Regions from separate parts of the Sus scrofa genome. Here region 1 is linked to region 2. A link is a contact called in public Hi-C data. All regions are on one chromosome and are shown on one strand. Each heading gives the region's core, a stretch centred on a gene start, on an enhancer-like site or on the middle of the called end of the contact. The rest is flanking DNA. Distances are from core to core; before and after follow the strand shown. Region 1 holds the start of LOC100523736 (protein pitchfork-like). Region 2 overlaps WDR77 (methylosome protein 50).

Region 1 (5,849 bases), core at 3,128-5,627, 65 kb after region 2:
TGGGTATATGCCTAGGACTGAGGTTACAGGAGCATATGGTAGTTCTATTTTTAGTTTTTTGAGGAACTTCCATACTGTTTTCCATACTGGCTGTACCGACATTTCCACCAACAGTTTAAGAGGGGAACAAGGAATTTTTGAAGCTTATTCATAGAATTCTGGTAAAGAATCACTGAATTTGGAGTGGATAAGCAATGAGATCCTGCTGTACAACACACAGAACTATATCTAGTCACTTGTGATAGAACATGATGGAGAACAATGGGAGAAAAAGAATATTTATATATGGCTGGGTCACTTTGACGTAGAGCAGAAATTGACAGAACACTGTAAATCAACTATAACAAAAAATCTTAAAAAAAGAATCGTTGATACATGGGTAAGTATTATGTAAAGGGCTCCACGGAAGTCCAATCTTATCACCTCAGCTTTCAGGGTTCTTTTCTGTAGACATGGAATTTGAGCCCAGTCTGGAGGTCCAAATTTCATTGGCCAGATGATTTTCTGGGATGTCTTTACGTCTGGGTTGTAAGTGCCAGGGCTAGAAATAAAAAGATAAAATATTGAACGAGTTAGTGACCATATACAAACTTCATCAGCACCACATGGACACACACTTTAAACTAGTCCCAACTCTTTTGGAAAAGCCACAGACTGATTAAATTTTAATGTCAAGCAAGCATAGGGCTCCTCTGCCTGCTAATGTCTTTCTAAGCAGGTGTTAAGTGTTCAAGATATCTAGTCTTGACATGCAGTGAGGGTAAAAATCGAATCTAGTTTAAAATATTTCTGCAACCTTAGTATTCTTTGCTGAGAGACCAAAGGATTCTGGAAATGGTGGTTGGTAAAGAGAGCTGCCACAGTGATGCATCAGTACTGCCCATGATGTGGAATTTCTTGACAATGGGATTATTTTATAATTGCTTTGTCTTTTGGTGCAGGCTCTTTGCTGTGGAAATAACACGTGGAGTAGACATGGCAATCAAGATTTAACACACCGACTTCCTTACTGCAGCCTTGAGAAAGTTATACTTCTTCTCTGATGCATGGCTTTCTCACCTGTACAAGGACGACCTTGCCCCTGCGCCCTACATTTCCATGCATTCTGAGCGGCTTCCTAGGAGCTCAGAATGCCTCCCTTGGTCTGCAAAACCTGTGTCCTCCAGCTCCTCCTCCTCCTGTTCTCATTTCCTCCTTGCCCACTCTACCCTAGCCATACTAGCCCTCTTTCTTTTTCCCTCACACCAAATTCCTTCCCACGTACAGCCTTTGCACTTGCTATTCCTCCTGGGACACTTGGGGACCAGATCTTCACAGAGCCAGCTCAGTCTTGTCATGGTGATTTCAGAATAGGTGTCATTTCCCTAGAAAGACCTGTCTTGACAATCCATGATAAAGTAGGTCCCTGACATAGAGTATCATCGTCCTGTTTGGTTTTCTTAGCACATCACCAGGTCACCCTACTTCCTAGTGTGCCCACGACAGTCCCAGCGTGTGGTTACTGTCTTGGTATAATTATTAGTAAGACCCGCTTTCACTCTTAGAAATGTCAGAGTCTTACCAGTAAATTACATGGCCACTCTCCTTATTGCCATTGATATTTTCTTGTTTATGTGCTTCCCATCTATCCAGACTCTAGCATGTAAACTCCAAGAAAGAGGAGGCTTGGCGGATGGGTTTAATGCAAAATCTGGAACCCGTAAAACTGCCTGGCGATTTATAAATATTTATTGAATGAATCACTAGACTTTATAATTTTATAAAGAGATCTGGAAGGCAAGAAGTTGACTCTTTAAAGACAGGTGGTTTCCTATTTAGTAGGCACGGTTGGGATATAATTCCTTCCTTTTTTTTTTTGTCTTTTTGCCTTTTCTAGGGCCACTCCTGTGGCACATGGAGATTCCCATGCTAGGGTCCAATCGGAGCTGTAGCTGCTGGCCTATGCCAGGGTCACAGCAATGAGGGATCCGAGCTGTGTCTGCGACCTACACCACAACTCACGGCAACGCTGGATCCTTAACCCACTGAGCAAGGCCAGGGATCGAACCTGCAACCTCATGGTTCCTAGTCGGATTCGTTAACCACTGAGCCATAACGGGAACTCCTGTAATTTCTTCTTTATATTTCCTGTCCCTATTGCTCTTTACCAAAGTGCACCAGAAAATGGGAGCCATACCCAGGATAAGTGTCCTTCGAGCCTGTCTTAAATCGAGGCAACAAAGAATTAAAGGGAGCAAAATTTCGTTTGTGTGTTTGCTCTTGAGGACTGACTGTCTGGTACATGCCTGGGTAAGGTGTTGTATCCTGTTTCCAAGAAAAAGATCAATATGTTAGAGGGTGAGATACACACACACACACACACACACACACACACACACACACACACAAGGCTCTCTAAGTAGAAAAAACAGAATCATCCTTTTCCTATTTACATGTATCAGCTACAATTTAACCACCTCATGTAATAGAAATAGAGCTGTAATAGGTACCTAATGCTAAGATTATAGAAAAAAACCTATGGTGGGCAGAGATCCAAGGTAACTTGTTGCAGCTGCTACCCCCACCATCCCTCCATCCCACTCAGCGATTCTTTTAAAGCCAGTATCCCTCTCTCTGAGTTTCAGTGTCAGGAAAATGTCCAACAAGAGATTAGTATCCTATTGAGGACTTTAGACTTGAAACCCAATCTCACAAAAGGGTGAAGGAGTTGGAGTTTGTTTTTTAACTGACAAGGTGTGAGGCATATAAACAACACTTCCAATATTTTAATGCCCTGATTGATACTGTTTCTTCAGAGAATTGGTTTACATTCACTCACACACACACAATTGCAATGCTAATACCCAGATTTTCAGATAAGCTTCTTAAAAGAGTTTGCCCAAATGACTTTTTGTCTGAATTTCAGGCAATATCCTTTTTTTTTTCTTTTTTGGCTATGCCCACAGCATGTCAAAATTCCTGGGCCAGGGATGGAACCTGCACCATAGCAGCGACCAGAGCCACAGCAGTGAAAATGCGGGGTCCTTAACCTGCTGAGATATAAGGGAACTCCATCGGGCAATATTTTTTATATAACCCCAGCTTTACTTCCCAGTGGAAATACATGCAGCCACATAGATCACCCTAAAATCTAAGCACATTCAGGCATTTCTAACCTTGCTGATTGGCTCAAACCTCACGGCTGTTCTGGCTCCAAAAGTATATCCTTTTTTACTGGTCGGGATCTTAGAGAGGTTGTATGCCAAGCCATAGCTCTTCAGGCAATATGCAGAAATTAGAGAAAGAAAGAAAACACACACACAGAGAACAGTATATTATTAAAACAGAGTGAACCTAAGAGTATTACTAAATCTCTGCAAAAGCTGCTCTTCCTTTCCGGACTCCTCTGAATCAAGACCATACAACCAATTACATAAGTACCACAGGTAACTCTGCAAAGGAATGTGGCTGGATTGGCAGAGGAAATGACCTCTGTACACATTCCAGTGAATCCAGTCCTCTGAGCCCCACAGAGCTCAGTCTGCTCCCACGCAGCTGTCAGTCTGATTATCCAATTTCATAACCCGACCAACCAGCTCATCCACCATCTAGGTGTGGCCTAAGGGGAGACATTGATTGATGGGCCTTTGGAGGAGGAATGGAGTGGGGGCTCTACTGGGGACCATGAGGCCAAGGCTTGCACTTGATGGGGACTCAGAGGGGAGCAACGATCCTTTAATTGCTGCCATTGGCCCTGACAGTGGTTGCAGAGGACCGGGGCCCTTTCTCATGTTGGGACCCTGAAGGTCACAAATCCCATAGGGTTTTCCTTCTAGGACACTTGGGTATCTTTAGTCTGGGAACTGAGACCTTAAGGGAACGTGAATACTCACATCTTCTGTTAGGTAACATCCAGGCCCTAGGTGGGGTGCTCCCCTGAGAGGGAGAAACTTGTTTCCCAACAAGCTGGGGGGAGAGAAGTGAGGAAAGAGCTTCCTCTGTTGACATGTTCCAAAGGAGTAGTCAACCAGTGTCTCTGGAGAGCAAGAACGAGGAGAAACGCCGCATGAGGGAAGGCCCCTTTGACCAAGTGAGCGCTTGGGGGTCAGGCGGGGTTGGGGAGGGGGGGCCGAGACCCGGGTAGACAAATGATCTTAAAGTAACCCTGACCCACTCCAAGGCGCGGGGTTAATTACATTTCCCTCCTTTGGCCCTCATTCTTTCTCCGCCTCCTCCTTCTACTCTTGACCCAGCCCTCCTCACCTGTTTTGCCGAAGCACATCATGCGAGTGCCACGAGGGCCAGCCTTTGTGTACTGCATTGCCTAGGAAACAAAGGCTGTCGGGCAAGCCCGCTCCGGAGTTCCGTTCGTGGATGGGAGTGGCTCCTAGAGCGCCTGCGCAGCCGGTGGGGCTGCCAGGAAGAACCGCAGGGCGGAAGCCTGCACCCCCGGAGCCCAGGAGCCCAGGAGAGCGCGTGCAAGGCGAAAAGAAAGTGAATGTATGTGTACCAAGGATATGAACGACACTTTCTAAAGAGTGAGAAATTACTTCAGCTTGAGGGATATTGATGAAACACGACACTCAGGCGAACCGTGTTTCTGCATAGAATCCTGAATTAGATAAGAAAGATACGTTGTTGGCACTGTTGCCAAATTTGAATAGGGTCTGTGGATTTAATGGTCGTGTTTATCAGTGTTGGTTTGCAGACTGGTGGGTCGTATGGGCATAATCTATGAGAGAATCCCCTGGAAAGTAACAGTAATATTTTGAGGGTGGTTGGGGAATCATATCAGAAATAGTACATAAATAGGAGAGGTGGAGAGAGAGGGAGGGAGGTAATATTTAACAATTGAGGAATTTGGGTGAAGGGGTAGGGGAATCTTTGTATTGTTTTTGCAGCTTTTCCTTAGGTTTGAAACTGTTTCAAAACAGAAATTAAAAAAGATATCATTACCAGAATGAGAGTGTAAGCCAAGAAGGATCGTAGTAAAAAAAAATCTAGACCTGCAGTATCCAATACTGTAGCCATTACCCATATGTAACTCTTGAGCACTTGAAATGTGGTTAGTCCAATTGTGATGTATAAAATACACACCAGATTTTAAAAACTTTGAAAACAATAGTGCAAAATATCTCAATATAAACCTTATATTGGTTGTATATTTAAATAATATTTTGATATATTTTATATACAGTATTAATATTAAATTTAATTTTTTTACTCTTTTTAAATTTGGCATAGGACATTTAAAATTAAACACACTGTTCACATGATAGTGCCATTGGACGCTGCTGATCTAGAACATATAAAGCACTATTACAGCTCAATAAGGAATAGAACCTAATTATAAAATAGGGAAGGAGTTGAATGTGCACCTCAGAAAAGAATGTCCAGTCTAGGTTACTGTATCTTTCTCTTTCGTCCCATTTTCTTCTTCTTATGTGAATTCATTCTCTCTCTCTCTCTTTTTTTTTTTTTTTTTTTTTTTTTTGGAATGCCAGGCTTAGCAATGGAGACTCTGGCATTAAAAATCACCCTTTGGGTGTTGGCAGGTGTTGCATGAAAGGATAAAAGTGGGACGTTAAAGATCGAGCCTCTCTGGCAGTTGAGCTTCAACACTGCATATTCAGGACAGCTGTTTGGAGCATTTATGTACTTAGCCAGTCACTGTGCAAGACATCACACATATTTTTTATGACTGTGTAAGACATGTATTCAAATCATTCAACAAATTCGTGTCCATATAACTGGGAAGATGTAACTATGTCGGACTGTGTGCTATCGAGAGCATTGTGGAGATTCATCCTTGTCTCCCCAGAACTTATTTTCCCATCTTTTCTCATTGGAAGCAAGGCAATGGATTTTTG
Region 2 (5,887 bases), core at 1,917-4,416:
GTGGGGTTGGGATTTCCGAGTCTGGCCTTCCAGCTGTCTCCCAGAAAGGGGCAGTCTACCCTCCTCATGTGAAGAGCTACACGCAGGCAGTGCAGCGTGCTGTAGGGCGAAAGGCACCAGGCAGAGATTGGAATTGCACTTCCTTCTTTGCTGTGGTCCGCTGTCTGATGCTGACTTGTGTCATTACCTTTACTCTGGCTCTCATTTCTTCTATGAAAATCGGGCCCTGGATTGGACTGTAACACATCCACAGGACGTGCCCTGGGGTGTCGGGTCCGTTTCTTGGTCCCTCCTGTCTCTCTTACGTGCCCACACTTTTCTTTTTTCTCTTGTAGGTTTAGAAGCCGAGCCCACAGAGACTTTGTGAGAGATGCTACCTGGTCACCGCTCAATCACTCCCTTCTTACGACAGTGGGCTGGGACCATCAGGTCGTCCACCACATCTTGCCCACAGAACCTTTCCCAGAGCCTGGACTTAAGAGTGCTGCCGAGTAGACTGGATTTAAGACAAGCAAATCCCCCATGAGTATCTGCTCCCTCTGCCCCTGCCCACTCAGTTTGTGAGACAACACAGGAGCCTTATATAGTGTGTTGACACACCAGATCTGTTAATAGGCATTGTCTCTCAGCCTGGGGGAGGCTGGATCTGGGGTCCTGTAGTCACAGAGAAGAAAAACTTCCTTGAAGATGGACGTGTGTGTATGTGTCTGAGTGTATGTGTAGATAACATAATTTTTTTAGCAGAGATGAATAAAAAAAAATGCATCCCGCATCTTCCCCAAGATCTAACCCCCCTCCCCCCACAAGAAGTTGGCAGAAGGTTTTTATGCCTCCCATGTAGCTATGCTTGAGGAATTGACTGTGTCTTGGTAAGGTCTGGGCTGTGGGCATTGCTGGATTCTTGGAAGCAGCTCGTGACTCGTCATAGAGATAGGAGCACCTTTATTTTTTTAATAGAGCTTGATTCGCCTTTGTCATGGGCAGTGCTTCCATTCACAGAAGTCCGGCCCAGCTCACCTTGAGGAAGAGCCAGGACACTTAACATGGTTTTGCACATCTCTTTGCCATTAGACTGAGCCGAAGTCCAGTTGCTGGCTGAGTAAGAAGTGTGTGATGCCCACCCCCCGTGAAGTTGTGTATATGAGAGATGAGTGTATTTCTGTCATAGATGCCATGGGAAAAAGTTTCAGGAAGGTGGAGAGCTTAAAGGCACTTCAGTTAAAAACTGACACAGACTTTCATAGGAATGTCTGCCACTTTCCCACCTGAAAACAGCCTGGGGCCTGACCTTTTTTGCCTCTGGGTCCCTGCCTCTGGATCTAGGAAGCCTGAATGTTATTTTGGGGAACTCTGAAGATTTTAAATGCAGCAAGAGAGAGAGAGAATCGGAAATACTGGTCAGTGAAATAAAAAGTTGATTCATTGTTGGCCTGTCTTTTGAGGTGTGTGTCTCATGTGCAGTTAGACCTGTGTCACTTATGTGTCATCTGGGTACCAGTCCTATAGCCCGTTATTTTTTGTGTGTGCTTCCCCAGCCCCACGGAGTAGTTGGAACTTAAGGCAAACGTTTGGTTATTTGGTTGGTGGCTACTGCCGCTTAGAAGTTATGGGTCAATTACTGATTGCATTGAAACTAAATGCAATCAGCTATGTACTTTTGTGCTTTCCAAGTTTCATTTAGTGAAAATCCCATGAAACCGCCCCAGTTTCATGGGCAAAGTATTGGTAAGTAAAGCTTCTGTGTTCCACCCTTGCTGAGCACGAGCTCTATTCTCACAGTTACCCTCTAGTAAAAACAGGGCAATTTGTAGTCAGTGGATCTGTCTACTGGGTTTGCGGGGAGGTAGGAAGGAAGCTTCACTGTTCTTAACTCTAACTCCCTGGGAAGAATTGGTGCTTTGGTAGAAACACTTCCCAGAGGCAAAAGCTTAAAATTTGTGGTCATTTACAGAAAGGAGGTAGGGGGTGAGGTGAGTAGGAATTAAACCTGCATTGGCCTGTTGTTCATGGACTTCAGAATGGTGGAGAGAAACTCAGAAGAGACGAATTCAAGGAAACCAGTGCTAGTCTGTCAAGGTGCTTAGAGTGACATCGAAGGAGGAAAACCTAAGTTTTTGAAGAACCACGTTACTTAATTTAAAAAATGTTAGTTTGGATTCAGATCTGGGCTGATGAAGGCAATTCACATCGATTAGTGATGGCCACCAAGACATTTGTAAAACTAATTGAAGTCACAGTAGGAATGACCATCACAATTTTGGTTAAATATCTCTCTTGTGAGAAAAAAGCTGGTTCAAGATAAAAGACGACCTCCAAATAATCAGAAATGTAGCATCACATGTAGGATTATTCACAGACCCTTGATTTGAGAGTAGTTTCAGTAGAGTGAGCAGACTTCCCCTGTGACGGGTGGAAATGGGCTCCTTTTTTTTTTTTTTTTTTTTTTTTTTGGTTTGTTTGAAGTCATACAAGCGTGTATTCTCCATTTAGTTTCACTCGTTCCAATGTCTGAGCACCAGGGAGTAGACCCATTTCCCTATCTTCATTGTTCTTACTCTAAAATCCATTAACCAGACCCATGATGTTCCCCTGCTGATTTCAGGTGCTCAGAACACCAAAGGCTGAGGTTGGCTCAAGTGCAGTTGCAGGTGGCTCCAGACATCAGGCTGCTTCTCCAGGGTCTCTCCTGCCCCGCAGAACAGTAGGAGGCTGGTCATTAATTACCAGCTACGTGAGCATTTCCTGCTGATTTACAATCGCACTATTGGCAGCAAAATCACCCAAGCTCTGAGTGCTCTGGGCTTCTAGCCATGTTTGTTCTAGGCTGCATGATAGAAAGGGCTGGAACTTGGGAAGATTTAGGTGGGAGGGTCCCTGCAGTTTATTTTTCAATCACGCAGCTACAGAGTGATTACCTCATCCAGACCTAAAAGAAAAGGGCTCTGACTTTTAAAAGGCAGATTCTTGTTGCATTTGGACAGCACAAATGATGTGCTTTCATATTTTTTTTTGTGTTTCAGTGGTCACTTGACTCAACTCTAGCTACAAACTAGAAGAATGGGAAAAAAAGATTTGTTCCAGAATATATGAGCATTTCTTTCACTAAGGCATATACCAAGTGTTTCTATGTATTCCGGGGCAGTTTTAGGACATCAAAGAAAAGCCAGCATACATGAAAGAAGCTGAGCGAATTCTTATTGGATCTCCGTTCATAGCAAGTTTCTTAGCTGCATATCTCTGGGTCACACTGAACTTAAGAATCACTCGTGCAGGAAACAGATTTTTTTTGGAAAAAAGATAAGCAAGCTCTAGTCTAGTTTCACAATTTGCGTTGTGAGGGAATTCAAATTTTCGAGAACATCAGCTTTCTATATAGCTTGATTTTGGGAAAGTAAGCAGACCAATCTTAAACCCAAAACAGTCTCTTATTGAGTTCTCTATCAAAAAATGGGCAGTTGTGGAGTTTTTCTTCCTCATCACGGGGTCACAGGATTAGTACAATCCAGAGAGTGACGGAGATGTAAAGATCAAGAGAGGAAGCAATAACTCATTGTAAGTAATAGAGGCACGTAAGATATAATCATTGATCCTAAAATCTTTCATCATCTGGGTAAGTTTTAATGCAGTTCTACTTATTCTGGAAACCCTCCTTGTCTTGTAAATGTTCTGCTGCCTCAGTGTATAGTATAATAAATCATCAAAATTCAAAAGATCAGTAAATAAAGAGTTTAACCCCTAAACACCATCCTTTTAACTTTATAGTGGCAGCCTAGCCAGTGCTACTTGTTGAAAGTTCCCTCAGTGAATAAAGACATTTCATTATCACTGTGGTGCTGGGTGTCAGATTCTGGAATATTTCACTTTGGGAGGCACCATGTTATAAGCAATAGGAACTTCAGTTTCAAATTAAAAGTTTTTACTCCAATAATAAATCTCATCTGGGATCACAGTGGAAAGGAATGAAGCTTATTTGGATTAGAAAGTGTTTTTTACATGTACAAGCTAAATCAGCTTCAAGTTCTGCCAGATCTTTTAACAAGCAACTTGTCTTTTATAGAAACCCTCTGAGTAGGTTAGAAACTGGCTGATCAGTACAGGCCCCTGATCATTATCCAAAATCAACTTGCCTGGAAGTTAATATTAACACTACCTGACCTTGGCACCTGCCATCCCTGGGCTCCTATTGGCAGATTCCTCATGGCAGGATCAACTTGAGCCTTAGTTATCTCTTTCTGTTTTTTTTTTTTTTTTTTAGGCATGACAAAATATTTAAACTTACCATTTTAACTATTTTAAGTGTACGATTCAGTGGCATTAAGTATACTCACATTGTAATGTAATCATTTCCACACTCCATTATCCCAAATTGAAACTTCATGCCGGTTAAGCAATAACTCCCTCCTCCCAGGCTCTGACAACCTCCATTCTACTTTCAGCTCTATGAATGTGACGAGTCTAGGTGCCTCTTATGAGTGGAAGTGTTTGTCCTCTGTGTCTAGTTTATCAGTTGATTTTATAAGGTGTTGACTTGCTCCTCAAAGCGTGGTCCATGGACCAGCAGCATTGACATCATCTGGAACTTGTTAGAAGGGCAGAATTTATATTTTCACAACTTCCCTAGTCACTCCTGCATGTTAAATTTTGTGAAGCACTGGCTCCGATTAGCTTTTGAGAATTCTAGGTGGTTCAGGAACCAGGCAGGGAAGTCACCAGTCATTGAAGAGTGAGTAGCTGTGGTGTATCAGAAGCTTTCAGGCAGTGTGGTTTGTGGTAGTGAGCAAGATGGCAGCCCAGGCTTCAGCAGCCTAGTCAAGAGAGAGAGAGAGGATGAAATTAGTGTTTCAGTGCTAGCCAAAAGAAATAGATTGGTAGAAAACAGAGGGATCATAACCAGTCATGAAGCAGTGGCGAAGTGACATTTGAATGGAGCTCTCAGGGTTGAATGTGGGTTGGCTGATGTTTGGGGCTAGGGAGGCATTCCAGATGGAAGTTGCTGTGTGGAAGGAGCTTTGAGCTTCCTGGACAAGGAGGACACTGCAGCTACTATTAAAAGGAGATGAGACTAGTGACAGCTGCATGGTGGATGCTGTGAGCCTCAGTAAGGATCTCAAAAGTAACACGTACCTCAGAAGTAACATGTTCCATGTGCTTTTTGGAATGGATTCCATTGCTGTGCTTTGGAGGGAAGACTATGGATGCTTAAAGGGGACTGGTTTTTTGTTTTGTTTTGTTTTTTTCTTTTTTTTTAATTTGATCTGAGCCACTAGATTAGCCTTGGCCATTTGGCTACTCCCACCCAGGAGTTAAATCTGGAGGGAATGCTGCAAAGATTCAAAGAATGGGTATCTGGCAATGACAACTAACAGCCCAGTGGCAGCAGCACCATTACCAGTCCCAACAGGGAACTTCCTAATCAGGCTTCCAGTGACAGGACCCAGGCACTGTCCTTTATAGTCTTTCTTGGATCCTGCCTGTGTTTTAAGACTGATTCTTGAAACTGAGTTGTATGAGCTGTTTATAAATTTTGGAAATTAACCCCTTATTGGTCACATCATTTGCAAATATTTTCTCCCATTCAGTAGGTTGTCTTTTCATTTTGCTGCTGGTTTCCTTTGCAGTGCAAAAGCTTTTATTTTATTTTATTTATTATTATTTTTTGTCTTCTGTCTTTTTGAGGGTCACACCCACAGCCTACGGAGGTTCCCAGGCTAGGGGTCTAATCGGAGCTGTAGCTGCCGGCCTTCGCCAGAGCCACAGCAACACCAGATCCAAGCTGCGTCTGCAACCTACACCACCGCTCATGGCAACGCCGGATCCTTAACCCACTGAGCGAGGCCAGGGATGGAACTTGCAGCCTCATGGTTCCTGGTTGGATTCGTTAACCACT

What was found. A called contact is a pair of places that touch in the nucleus more often than the background predicts.
Region 1: a Hi-C map of liver shows a contact between it and region 2, with 17 times the contacts expected there. The contact joins the promoter of LOC100523736 here to the enhancer-like site in region 2. A contact is called at or near these places in 9 of 47 Hi-C or Micro-C datasets (alveolar macrophages, embryonic fibroblasts, epiblast stem cells and 4 more) and 1 of 2 datasets of contacts at active chromatin or transcription factors (alveolar macrophages).

What each region holds. Positions count from the first base shown.
Region 1 is chr4:108,977,464-108,983,312 of Sscrofa11.1, forward strand. LOC100523736 (protein pitchfork-like) reads right to left here and starts at 4,378. Exons shown (of 6, transcript XM_003125853.6): 1 at 4,243-4,378; 2 at 3,873-4,015; 3 at 3,156-3,254; 4 at 2,177-2,304; 5 at 424-541. The coding sequence starts at 4,300. It also overlaps a transcript of LOC100621421 not described here.
Region 2 is chr4:108,914,160-108,920,046 of Sscrofa11.1, forward strand. WDR77 (methylosome protein 50) reads left to right here. Exons shown (of 10, transcript XM_003355245.4): 10 at 336-1,435. The coding sequence ends at 495. Among named protein-coding and RNA genes, the nearest start is that of ATP5F1, 9.5 kb to the left of the region's middle. Within about 2 kb of position 3,167, at least 7 of the 83 cell types and tissues checked have an H3K27ac peak or open chromatin away from gene starts, as enhancers often do. A contact at or near this core is called in liver, where this site is marked.